Linked DNA regions of Danio rerio: region 2 is linked to region 1. A link is a contact called in public Hi-C data. All regions are on one chromosome and are shown on one strand. Each heading gives the region's core, a stretch centred on a gene start, on an enhancer-like site or on the middle of the called end of the contact. The rest is flanking DNA. Distances are from core to core; before and after follow the strand shown. Region 1 holds the start of mdm4 (MDM4 regulator of p53). Region 2 has its middle 19 kb from the start of optc.

Region 1 (6,038 bases), core at 3,535-6,034:
AGTGGACGATGTGCTGCCTCTGTTTGTCATACAGCTGCTTCATCATGATGTACTGACCCAGATAATGCATGACCTGTTCAAAAACACTGGGTTCATTAGGTGGACCTTTATCAAGCGGTTCAGCACTTATCTAGAGCTTGTGTCAATCTGCCAAGGTCAGTTTGTGTACACTTCTCACCTCCTTCAGGGTAAACACCTCCTCCTGAGCACCTGCTACTTTCAAGATCTGCAGCAGAGGCGCTCTGGGGTGGACCTGTAAAGTCATACATATTCAATATGTGGTTTACTAATGTCGGGTTCACACCAAAAGAAATATTTAAAGAAGTATTTTGAAAGTAAAATTGAAAGTGTTTGCACAACTAAGTTACCTACAAAGTCAATGCTAATGCACAAATAGATTAATTTCTGCTAAGCGATGCAAATGATGCAGAATGCGTGATATGTTTGCAGAGAGCTCAATTATGCTAGAATTCACCTCAATCTTGTCTTTCGTGCAAGTTAAAAAGAATCAACTTGAGCAAAAAATTCATGCATATGATATGATGCTGGAGATGCAAGCAGAAGAGCTGAACATGCAGAGTCAAAAAATAAAAAATGTATGTAGAGATAAGGGCTGCTCGATTATGGGAAAATCATAATCATGATTATTTTGGTCATAATTGTAATCACGATTATTCAAACTGATTATAAGTTGAAGCCAAAATTATTCGCCCTTAAGTGATTTTTTATTTATAAATATTTCCCAAATTATGTTTAACAGAGAAATTTTTCATAGTATTTCCTATATAATTTTTTTCTTTGGAGAAAGCCTTATTTATTTCGGCTAGAATAAAAGCAGGTTTAAATATTTTGATTTTTACCTATTTTAATAGCTCAAATTTATTAGCCCCTTCAAGCAATGTATATATTTGATTGTCTGCAGTAGAAACTACTGTTATACAATGGCTTGCCTAATTACACTAATTAAGCCTTTGAATGTCACTTTAAGCTAAATACTAGTATCGTGAAAAATATCTAGTAAAATAATGTACAGTCATCCTAGCAAAGATAAAAGAAATCAATTATCAGAAATGAATTATTAAATATGTTTTTTAAACTGTGTTTTAAGCATCTTTACTGTAAGAAAAAACTTTAGCTACAAAAGTAAAGAGCAAATAATCAAATAAGTGTTTGATTATTAATAAAAACAGGCGGCAGCAGGAATATGGCACGCTGTCACTTTAAGCCTAGTTCACACTACAGGATTTTAAACATCAGCAGATCGCTGTGCTGTTCACACTACATGACTTGACTTTGTGTCTTTTAATCTCTGTGGTGTTTACACTACGCAACACTCCTTGAACGATCCACAAGAGGGGGGTCACACACTACATGATCTGACAACAACTCATTCCCCAACAGCTCATTCAAGTTACCAAACCACAGCCAATGAAAATTTGAGGGAGGAGTCATCAGAAAAAGCTGAACATTATTGGCTGCTTGTGTGCTGATGACATCACTGACAGCATTTCAAGCTTTGGAGAAAGCATTTAAAAACATCGTCGTCAGGTTTCGGTTTAAACTAATGAAAATTATACATATACTGTGTTTGTATAGTGTTTTTAAATGTGATATTCACCAGTAAAATACACTGCAGTTTTGTCTGAAACTAATGTTACGGTTGTAGCCGTAAAGGTTGTATTTTTGCCTCTCGTTAGGGATGCGTAAATGGCGGTTATATCTGCGGTGTTGCGGATAAACCGCAGGTCGGGTAATAAAAAAATACATTATAACTAGCTAATTTCAGGTCGGTTGCGGGTAGGCTATATAGAGGGACATGGCAGTGGATCAGCGAAAAAGCAGAGAGTGGGCTTTGCAGAATGGGAAGAAATGAGACGCCCAATAATGAAGAGTAAACAATAAACAAGATTGCTTATTTCCACGACTGCAGCGCCTTGCAAAAAGAATCATTACTACATCACGCAGTGCAAGCGCACGCTCACTCACTGCAGCTGGCTGCGTTTCGGAGACGAGGCGGAGATGGCGCGGCCGCGTGGGGATATGAAAAGTGGAGAGCGCGCTTTTTCCTGGTTTTTGGTGTATTTTGCTGACATGATTATGATTTTCGTTGTTTTTGTTTAACTTTCGTTTGGTAAAATTATTTTGCATTACTTTTGCCCACTTTGAGACATTTAGTGAGTTTTGTTCATATCTCCTCAAGTTCACACTTTTCTCAGAGTGGTTAGGGAAGATGTCGTACGACTTACATTTTGCAAACACGTAAAAAATGTATTGTTAAAGACTTCAGGTAAGAGGTGAACGTCATCTTTATATTTATTTTATAGGGAAGAATGCGGCGCTGCGCGGAAGGACTTTTTTTCTTTTCATCAGTTTTCAGAGAGGTAAGAGGGGTTATTCATGAATTAGAATTGTTTTGTTATATTTTTTATTTTGTTTGGCTTCACTATTGTCCCCTTACTCGAGTTTAACTAAGTTTTGTTTGATACTTTGAATTTGCTAAACTTTATTATTTTTTATTAGTGTAAATGTTGTAGTGTAAATATCCTTAATGCAGCCTGTAGAGCAAGCTTCAAGTGTTCATTGGGATATGTTTGAGATTGTGTTGTCTGTCATACCTTTCCTCTGTCTTTTCGGGGGTTTTTTCTCGTAAGGCACGGCTTTCGAAATGACATGAGACTCTGCTGGGTAGTTGCCCTGGTTTACCAGCACTTGTTTAGGTCTGTAATTTCTTAGCATTTTCATAAGGGTGGTGTTGTTTTAAATGATGAAACAGGCTTGTGGTGTTGCCTGCTTTTGATGACACGAGTCGTCTTGCGCAGTTTTCAGTGCACGTTGCTGATTTGTGTCGGACAGCAAAAAACTAAGTAGCTCAAGACTGAGGTCTAGTGACGTTTCTTGTCAACAATGTCTGTGACTCTGACCTTTTTTACCTTATTTTCTTACACCTTTAAGTACAACTATGGCTGTAAACTTGTACAGCGTGCGGCATCCTGAAGGGCAAACTGCAAAATGCTTGCGCAATGTTACGCATAGTGCGTAAATATTATCGAGCAATTATCGAACTGTCATTATCGTTTTATCGAAAAAAATATATATCGCGATAATTATCGATATCGAATTATCGCCCAGCTCTAGTGTAACGCACACTGTCTGACTGATTTAATTTAAAGTCAGATAAGTCTGATGTTCTGATTGCCATTTACAAATGAATGGTCTTGGCTTTTTCACAGATTTACTGTACTGCACTGTTATTGTAGCAGGATGGAAACATCTGTTTAAAGGACTACTGGAATATAACTACAGTCAAACAATAGCATTTGTGCATTTTTTATATGGAAATAAGGTGGCATGCATTGTTTAAACATTATTTTGATTATCTGAAAGCATGACCCTATGTTCACAGTTTTATTTAAATAAACAAGTCAGATGATATTTTAAGATGTTATAGTTATACTCAAATTAAACGCATGTATTCTATTTTGAAAGTCAGAAAATAAAACTGGTTTCATGATTTGAGGTTACCCATTATAGCAAGAACTAAACTCTATAAATCTGTCATAATATTACGAAAAATATATATATTATTTTCTTGACTTTTTGTAACCTTTCAACAGAAAAAAGGGCTAGTTTGAGATCTGGTTCTATATTCTCTCAAATGCTACAATCTGCAATAAAATTTTAAAGAAATAGAGATTTGACATTTATCGTGAACATTATTGATATTGACTGATAAAAACAAATTTATCATGATAATTTATTGGCCATAATGCCCAGACCTAAGATTGACAACTGAGTCTCACTTGCATTTTTACGTAGGTTACAGTAAGTCAAAAATCAAAAAGGTCAATATTCACACTTCTGTTCTATTGGGCCCTATGTAAATAAAAACAGACGTTTTCCCCCTGTGCATAAGCTCCATATTCTCACTTAATCAATGTAAGGTTAAATCACAAATGTCAAAGCTGGTTGAAACTGATTGAAAGTTCATATAGCTTAACCGTGAGAAAGTCACAATTCTTGCTCACCTGAGTCCCTTCCCCTGGAAGAGTCCTGCATGACCCCGGTAACTGAGATGACGATGCCAATGAGGTCATAATTCACTCAAAAACTGGGGAGAAAAAACAACATTTATTTTCAGATCAACGCCAACGTCTGTTTTATTTGTGCAAACTAGGGCTGTGTTTCAATTCCAAGTAAACTGTCAATGCAGACAGCATTTCTGGACTTCACAGACGTTTTCTCGTTCGAATCGTGCTCAAAAACTCAAGAAAAACGCAATACGTGTCAATAATTTATAAAGTGCATGCAAGCACATGCTAAACATGCTTAAAATAAATAAATGCATTTATTTTCTTGATGACGTCACATTTTAGCCTTTAGCTAATGACATAACTTTCAATGCGCGTGAAATAGAACATGCTGGACACCAAAATGACTTTACTTACCATTCTCCTAGTTCTGGCATGTGGGTAATACGGTAAATTGTAATAACTGGTTGGATAAGTTTTAATCCATCGTGGTTGAAACGAGGATGCTAAGCTAACGTAGGCGAGCTATTAGCGCGCGACATTTAGAAGCTGTTAACATATAACTTCAAGTAAACCTCGCGTGAACGCGCAGGCAGTGTATTCACACTCACCGTGTTATCTGTAAACGATTACATGGTTTCCATTTATTAAGGATAAGCGTTTGTGTAAAGAAAGGGAGACGTGTGTGTGGGTATTTCTTGTAGAACAGTTGAAGTTGACGTAGTGTATGTCGTCACGTCAGCACGGTTGCCAGGTCTCGCGCAGTTCCCCTTTTCGAAATTTAAGAGTGTACCTAACGGGGGCGCTGTAAGTTGTGAGTCAGTAAGTTTTTCTCTCAATACCTCAGAACATACAGCAAAATCACTTTTTTTTGTAGACTGAAATGTATATAATCAGGAAAACTGTGTATGAACATGTGCTTCTGTGAAAACAGAAGCACATGATTAGATTACAGATTGCATTTATTTTTACCTAGATTACAGATATGAAGTTTGGTGTATCTAGCTACTGTATGTGCTGCTGAAATGGGGATTTATAGCTCAATGCTGGAAAAAAAAGAAAACTTTCCAATAATATGTGTAATTTAAATAATGATTAAGTCTAAATAAACAAATTCAATAAAAGCCAGAGAATAGGTTAATAAGTAGTAGTACAAAGTCTGGACCTGAAGAAAGCCTTTGACACAGACCACGGTTAATCACAGTATCTTACTAAATAAATGAAGAGTTCAAAATGTCAGCAGAAGCCTTACAGTGGTTTATGTCTTATTTGGGTAGGAGACAACAATGTGTGAGGGTCAATGGGTTCTATGCGTTCTAACAATATGGGAGTACCTCAAGGGTCTGTTGTTGGCCCATTGTTGTTTACAATGTACATAAAAGATCTTCCAGGCTGCTGCCCGGGGGTTAACTGCCAGTTATATACTGATGACACAGTCATCTATGTGTGTCCTAAAACATCTTGCTGGGCAGGTAAACAATGGAGGCTTTACAACATATTTCAAGATGGCTTGAGCTGTCTAATTTAACGTTGACTGTCAAGTAAACAGTTTCTATATGCTTCTCGGCCTGTAATGGATACAAGGTGCTGATTAAAATAAGGGTGTTAAAAAAGTAAATGAATTTAGGTATTTTGGCATAACTAGACATTCATTTAAATTTTGATAGTCATATTAAGCCAAGTCTAAACTGTTATTGTTTTATCAAGTTTTTAACATATCAAACTGCAAAATTATACTTGCACACAATGTTATTCTCTCACTTGACATATTGCATTACATCGTGGTCACAAGCTTCTTTGACTACATCAAAGCCTATTGAATTAATATATAAACAAGCAGTTACAATTATGGACTTATATGCGATGGCATCATTGTGATGTTTTATGTAAACATAACCATTTTAGTTTTGATGGTTTTATTAAATGTAATTATCTTAAATTGGTTTTTAAATTTTTAAATAATTGTGTTCCAGTGCTGTTTTCTGATTTAATCAGTAGGCATCAAACCTC
Region 2 (5,652 bases), core at 439-2,938, 280 kb after region 1:
ATATACTTTTTTTACCTTAACTGTAAAGTAACACTGCCCAAATGTTCTGGGAACAAGGAACAAGGAGTACTAGCTTGCACAAACAAATAGGTTACACACACACACACACACACACAATGTTTGCATGTAAAAGTACTTTTTAGTCAAAGTACATTTTATGTATGAGTCAATTTATCCAAATCTAAAAGTATTTATCATTTAATGCTGAAGAATCTCCAGGGTGAAACACAACAGAGTAACAACCATCAGCTGTACTGCATGCTACAGTAATAAATACCATAACAAATGTATTGTTCACTGTCGGTTATTTTTGTAAATTATTGTTTTATAATTTACTCAAAGTTAGTCTTGACACTCATTAGGCCCGTAGCCAGCCTGGTGAAAGAGGTAGTTCTTTTTTTTTCAAAAAGTGGACATTTTTGTAGTTATATGCCTCATTTTCTATTTGATTATGAAATTTAAATAGGCTTACTGCATGTTAGGGACATTTTAAGCACTATTATTAGCTGGATTAGCTTATAATAAATTTATTAAATATAAATATAAATATAAATGTATTATATCATATATCATTAGGAAAAAAAAAACAGGAATCTGTTTAAGTTTTAAATAAAAACTAGCCAATTGTCATTAATTAGGCAATTAACAAACTGGCCAGCGCATTCAACTTTTCTTTCAGAAATTTTTTTTAATAAAAAAAATTAGAATAATAATTAATAATAATGTAGAGCATAACAGTTTTTCTAGTCTCTCTTGTAAAAAAAATACATTTGAAAATTCATGGATAACAACCATAGCTAAAATAGTATTCAAATTAATTTTTAATATGGGTAATATATAGTGTTTAATTTATGTTGTTATTAAAAATGTCCAGTCAAAATGAAAATAAATCTAGAAAGTATATATCATACTTGGTGAATTTCTTATACAAAATGCAACAATATTTAAAACAATTATTAAAACAATTTCACTTCATTAAAAATTCAAATAAAACCAAAGCAAATTGTGATTAATTAATCTTTTAATTCGGGGAACTGTAGCCTCACAGCAAGAAGGTGGCTGTTTTGAGCCCCCGCTGGGCAAGTTGACAGTTTGCATGTTCTCCTCGTGTTTATGTGGGTTTCCTCTGGGTGCTCTGGTTTCACCCACAGTCCAAAGACATGCGCTATAGGTGAATTGGGTAGGCTAAATTGTTTGTAGTGTATGTTTGTATGTCTTGGTCCTCCAAGTTGGGGTCTGAGCATTGGGCTAACAACCCACCTCATAAAAATGAGATGTTACAAAACCCCAACATGGTGCGGCTAAAAATCAACTTTGATATAAACGGCCCTGGGAGTAAGTAAGAGCAAATAAGTAATCTTTTAATTAGCAATTTCATAAAAACCGCACTAAAACATAATCAACTTATTTCTTTACTCTTTGTCATTATCCTCATTAACATCTGACACGTTACCCCAATCTCCTCTACATCTAATCCAGAGGAGCAACCCTGCTCAATATCACACTTACAAGCTCCCTCTAAGATTCAGAAATCACAGCAAATGAGTGAGTCCGTCTGCATGTGGGAGGCAGGAGAGAGCATTTATGTGTGTGTGTGTGTGTGTGTGTGTGTGTGTGTGTGTGTGTGTGTAGTGTGTATGCTGTTCAGGCGGGGGCTCGACTCAATTATTCGATGGCTCTGGGCAGCTGAAAGGAGGATGGATGCGTGTTTTAAACATTCCTCTTGCCTTAGCCCCCCTCCTCACCTACACACACACATACACACACACAAACACAGCTGAAATACTCCCCCACAGCATATGCACCTATCCATGTCCCCTCCCTCAGCCGATTCATGTGGGAGGGAAGCCCGCAGGTCCTTTCAGTGATGAGATCAATGGATGAGCTCAGGCAGAATGCAAGGTCACCTTCATGGACCGAGTGCAGAATGGCAGAAAAACACAGAGACGGCAATGTAGAATCCCTGACATTAAAGCAGGTGCTCTCTCTCTTAGCCCTCATCGACGTGTTTTCACAATCACTGTTTTATTCCGTTGCTTTCTCATCTCAGACTCTCTTCCTTTTCATGTAGCAATTAGTCATTGAAAGTGTTGGGGGCTTCAAACACCCCTTTCCTAAACGCTTGTGGAGCCGTGGGGGAAAGGGATTGCATTCTCACTCGTCTCTATTCATCAAGTGAGTCACTGGTTGCCTGGAAGAGGTTAAAAAAGAGTCATATGCGACAGAGGATGATATAAGCCCTTGTGGAAGCAAACAACAATGGGAGGAACGCTTGGATGGTGGAAAAAGAAAAGGAGACGAGGAGGAGGTGGAGGAATGGTACTGATCATAAAGCTTGGCCGTATTGGGAGATTAGAGCGCTTTTAGCCTCTGTCTTTGTCACTTGCGCTTATTGATGGACTGCAGACCAGTGGTTGGGTTGAGAACCAAAAATGGGTCGTGGGATTGTTCTCATAGCACGGAATTTGAATGCAGTGGAAATGGTTTTCATATCATTTGTTCTTGACGCCAAAAGCTTTGAGTTGGGATTTAGAGACAAATTTGTCTCTCACTTAAGAAGTTACCAAAATTAGGCAGCATAGATTGTTGTTTGACAATGGTTAGGTTTTGTGCACAAACCATAAAAAAATTTATCTTTTAATTGTTGCAATTATTTATTCAAATATTTTAATAATTCATACAATAAAATAAATGAAGTTTGGCCAGAAACCATACACAAAAAAGAAATACACCAATTGAAGAGTTCACACTTAGCTGATGATTGATAATAAAGCATTTTTGGCATGCTGTCCAAGGAGAGAGCCCTGAGCTCAGAATATCCTTGAGCCCGGGGCTTCCTCCCATTTGAAGGGCGAGAGAAGAGTTTGAGCTCAGGTAGGTCTCAAGAACGTTTCTTCTTGTGAACTGCTGACATATATCTGACTAAGAGTTGCCTTATGGTGCAATTTTGAAGTAGCCAATTTACTTATGGTGTATGTCTTTGGATGGTGGGAGGAAATCGGAGAACCCGAGGAAAACCCACGTGAACACGGGGGAGTACATGCAAACTTCGCACAGAAACACTGACCGACTCAGAGAGGGCCGAACCAACGTTTCTATGTTTAACCAACCTTCTTGCTGTGAGGCAACAGTGCTACCCACTGGGTCGTCATTCTGCCCTATCAGAGAATAGGAGGAGTAGGGGTGGAAGGGCGATCTTCTGGATGACTGGAGTAGAAAGCTCTGGTAATTTATAGTGTGTCGGTATTCGTCTGATTGGTGCGAATGTACTGAGCTAATGTGGTACCAGTTGTGTTTAATCATAAGCATGTGATCCTCTCAAAATGAGTGTATAAATAAACCACACAAATTGTTGTATTATGCATGCCAGGCCAGTAGGTGGTAATGCCACATTCTTAGGAAACATTACATGCCTGATCATACATGGGCTGTTTCTCAATATGTCTTCTTCAGCGATCTTGTGTTCTCGTGTAACATCATCATCAACCGCCAAAGTTCAGTTCCAAAACTCAAGAGTCGCGTGAAAGTTCCCTAATGTGTTCTTGATGTCAAGGACTCATCGATGCAGACTTGAGGGCAAAAATCACTCGAGAAGTCCCAGAATTCATTGCGACTGGAGGTGGGAAACACACTATTTTGTATAGATTTCTTATTAATGTTCGGAGATATAAATTATTTGTCTCAAGAGTTTCCCTAAATGAGACACTGTAAGTAAACATCACCATGAAAACCTTAATAAAGGTATAAGCACATTGAGGGTTTTTATTTGCTGAAATTTGTATTAAAGCTAGTTTTATTTGTAACATGCAACGTATATTTGTAAGGTTTTATGCATAGTATATATTGTGAAAAGGGGGAAACAATAAATCGTTGTACATATGCTGTTATGTTTAAATAATTTTAAACACGTGAAGGTCATGAGACCATCAGGAAGAACCAGGGATGAATGCAGCATCTCAATTCCTACAGCATGCGTTCTGTGTTCTCGCGTTCTCCTGAGTTTGTTCTTTCGAGGTAACTTGACAAGACCAGTCTCCAAAAGAACACAAGTCTGTTCTCTGCGTTCATGGAATTGAGAAACAGCCATGGTTTTGTCATCTGCCATTGCTTGGTCAAGTATTTACACATAGATTGAACTAGAAATAAAATAAAAAAAAAGCATTTACATCATATCAATGTTTTCACAGAATCATGTTTTTGTGTTTACACAGATGCAATATTGCAGTTGCACTGTATCATTGGAAAAACACACAATCACACATCCCGCAATATTGTTGGAAACCCTTTTTTTGTTTGCCATTTTTAAAATTAGCACAATTAGTTCCCCAGATTGTTATTGTGTAAATGGACTACCAGAACTCATAAAACATTTCAGCAGTGCTGTATAAAAGCCCTGAAAAGAAACAAACACAAAACATTTTTAGCAATTAGTTGCTACACCATTGCTACTATCTGTAACTTGCTTACATATTTACTTAGAGCCGTTTATATTGAAGTTGATATTTAGCCGCACAATGTTGATGTTTCGTAACATCTAATTTTTACGAGATGGGTCAATGGTCCAACGTTCAAACCTCAACCTGCAGGACCAGGACATACACAGGTACACTATACAGACAATTTTAGCTTACCCAATTCACCTATAGCGCGTGTCTTTGGACTTGTGGGGGAAACTGGAGCACCCAGAGAAAACCCACGAAAACACGAGGAGAACATGTAAACTCCACATAGAAATACTAACCAAAACTGACACAGCAAGGGTTCGAACCAGCGACCTTCTTGTTGTAAGGTGACAGCGCTACCCACTGCACCACCATGCCGCCCATTATCTGTAACTACTGTATTCTATTACAAACCTTCTCATACAGTACAGAATATTCAGCAAATTTTCAACAAGCAAAAAAGTAAAAACAATTTGCAAACACAATCTGTATTAATCATTCATTCATTTTCTACCGCTTCTCCGGGGCCGGGACACGGGGGCAGCAGTATTAGGAGAGAACCCCAGACTTCCAGAGGCGTTCCCAGGCCAGCCAGATACAGATGGCTGAGCCACCACAGCTGACTTCTCTCGATGTGGAGGAGCAGCGGCTCTACTACAAGCTCCTCACTCTATCCATAAGGGTGCGCCCTGCCGCCCTACGAAGGAAACTCATTTGGGCTGCTTGTATCCGAGATCTTGTCCTTTTGGTCATGACCCAAAGCTCATGACCATAGGTGAGAGTAGGAACGTCGATTGACCGGTAAATCGAGAGCTTTGCCTTTCGACTCAGCTCCTTCTTCACCACAACAGGCCGGTACATTGACCACATTACTGCTGCCGCTGCACCAATCCACCTGTCAATCTCACGTTCCATCCTTCCTTTACTCGTGAACAAAATCTCAAGATACTTGAACCTCCACCTGGGGTAAGGATTTTTCTCCAACCTGGAGATGGCAAACCACCTTTTTCCGATGGAGCACCATGGCCTCGGACTTGGAGGTGCTGATTCTCATCCCAGCTGCGTCACACTCAGCAGCAAACCACCCCAGTGCATGCTGAAGGTTCATGATGAAACCAACAGAACAACATCGTCTGTGAACAGAGATGAAATTCTGTGGTCTCCAAACTGGACCCCCCTCCAGCCAAAGGCTGTGGATCACAAAAATTAT

Evidence for each region. A called contact is a pair of places that touch in the nucleus more often than the background predicts.
Region 2: a Hi-C map of hematopoietic stem cells shows a contact between it and region 1, with 5 times the contacts expected there. The contact joins the enhancer-like site here to the promoter of mdm4 in region 1. A contact is called at or near these places in 8 of 18 Hi-C or Micro-C datasets (caudal fin, embryo, hematopoietic stem cells and 2 more) and 2 of 4 datasets of contacts at active chromatin or transcription factors (caudal fin and embryo).

What each region holds. Positions count from the first base shown.
Region 1 is chr11:25,012,856-25,018,893 of GRCz12tu, forward strand. mdm4 (MDM4 regulator of p53) reads right to left here and starts at 4,785. Exons shown (of 11, transcript NM_212732.2): 1 at 4,640-4,785; 2 at 4,026-4,108; 3 at 179-253; 4 at 1-73. The coding sequence starts at 4,094.
Region 2 is chr11:25,292,648-25,298,299 of GRCz12tu, forward strand. No RefSeq gene overlaps it. Among named protein-coding and RNA genes, the nearest start is that of optc, 19 kb to the right of the region's middle. Within about 2 kb of position 1,689, at least 17 of the 62 cell types and tissues checked have an H3K27ac peak or open chromatin away from gene starts, as enhancers often do.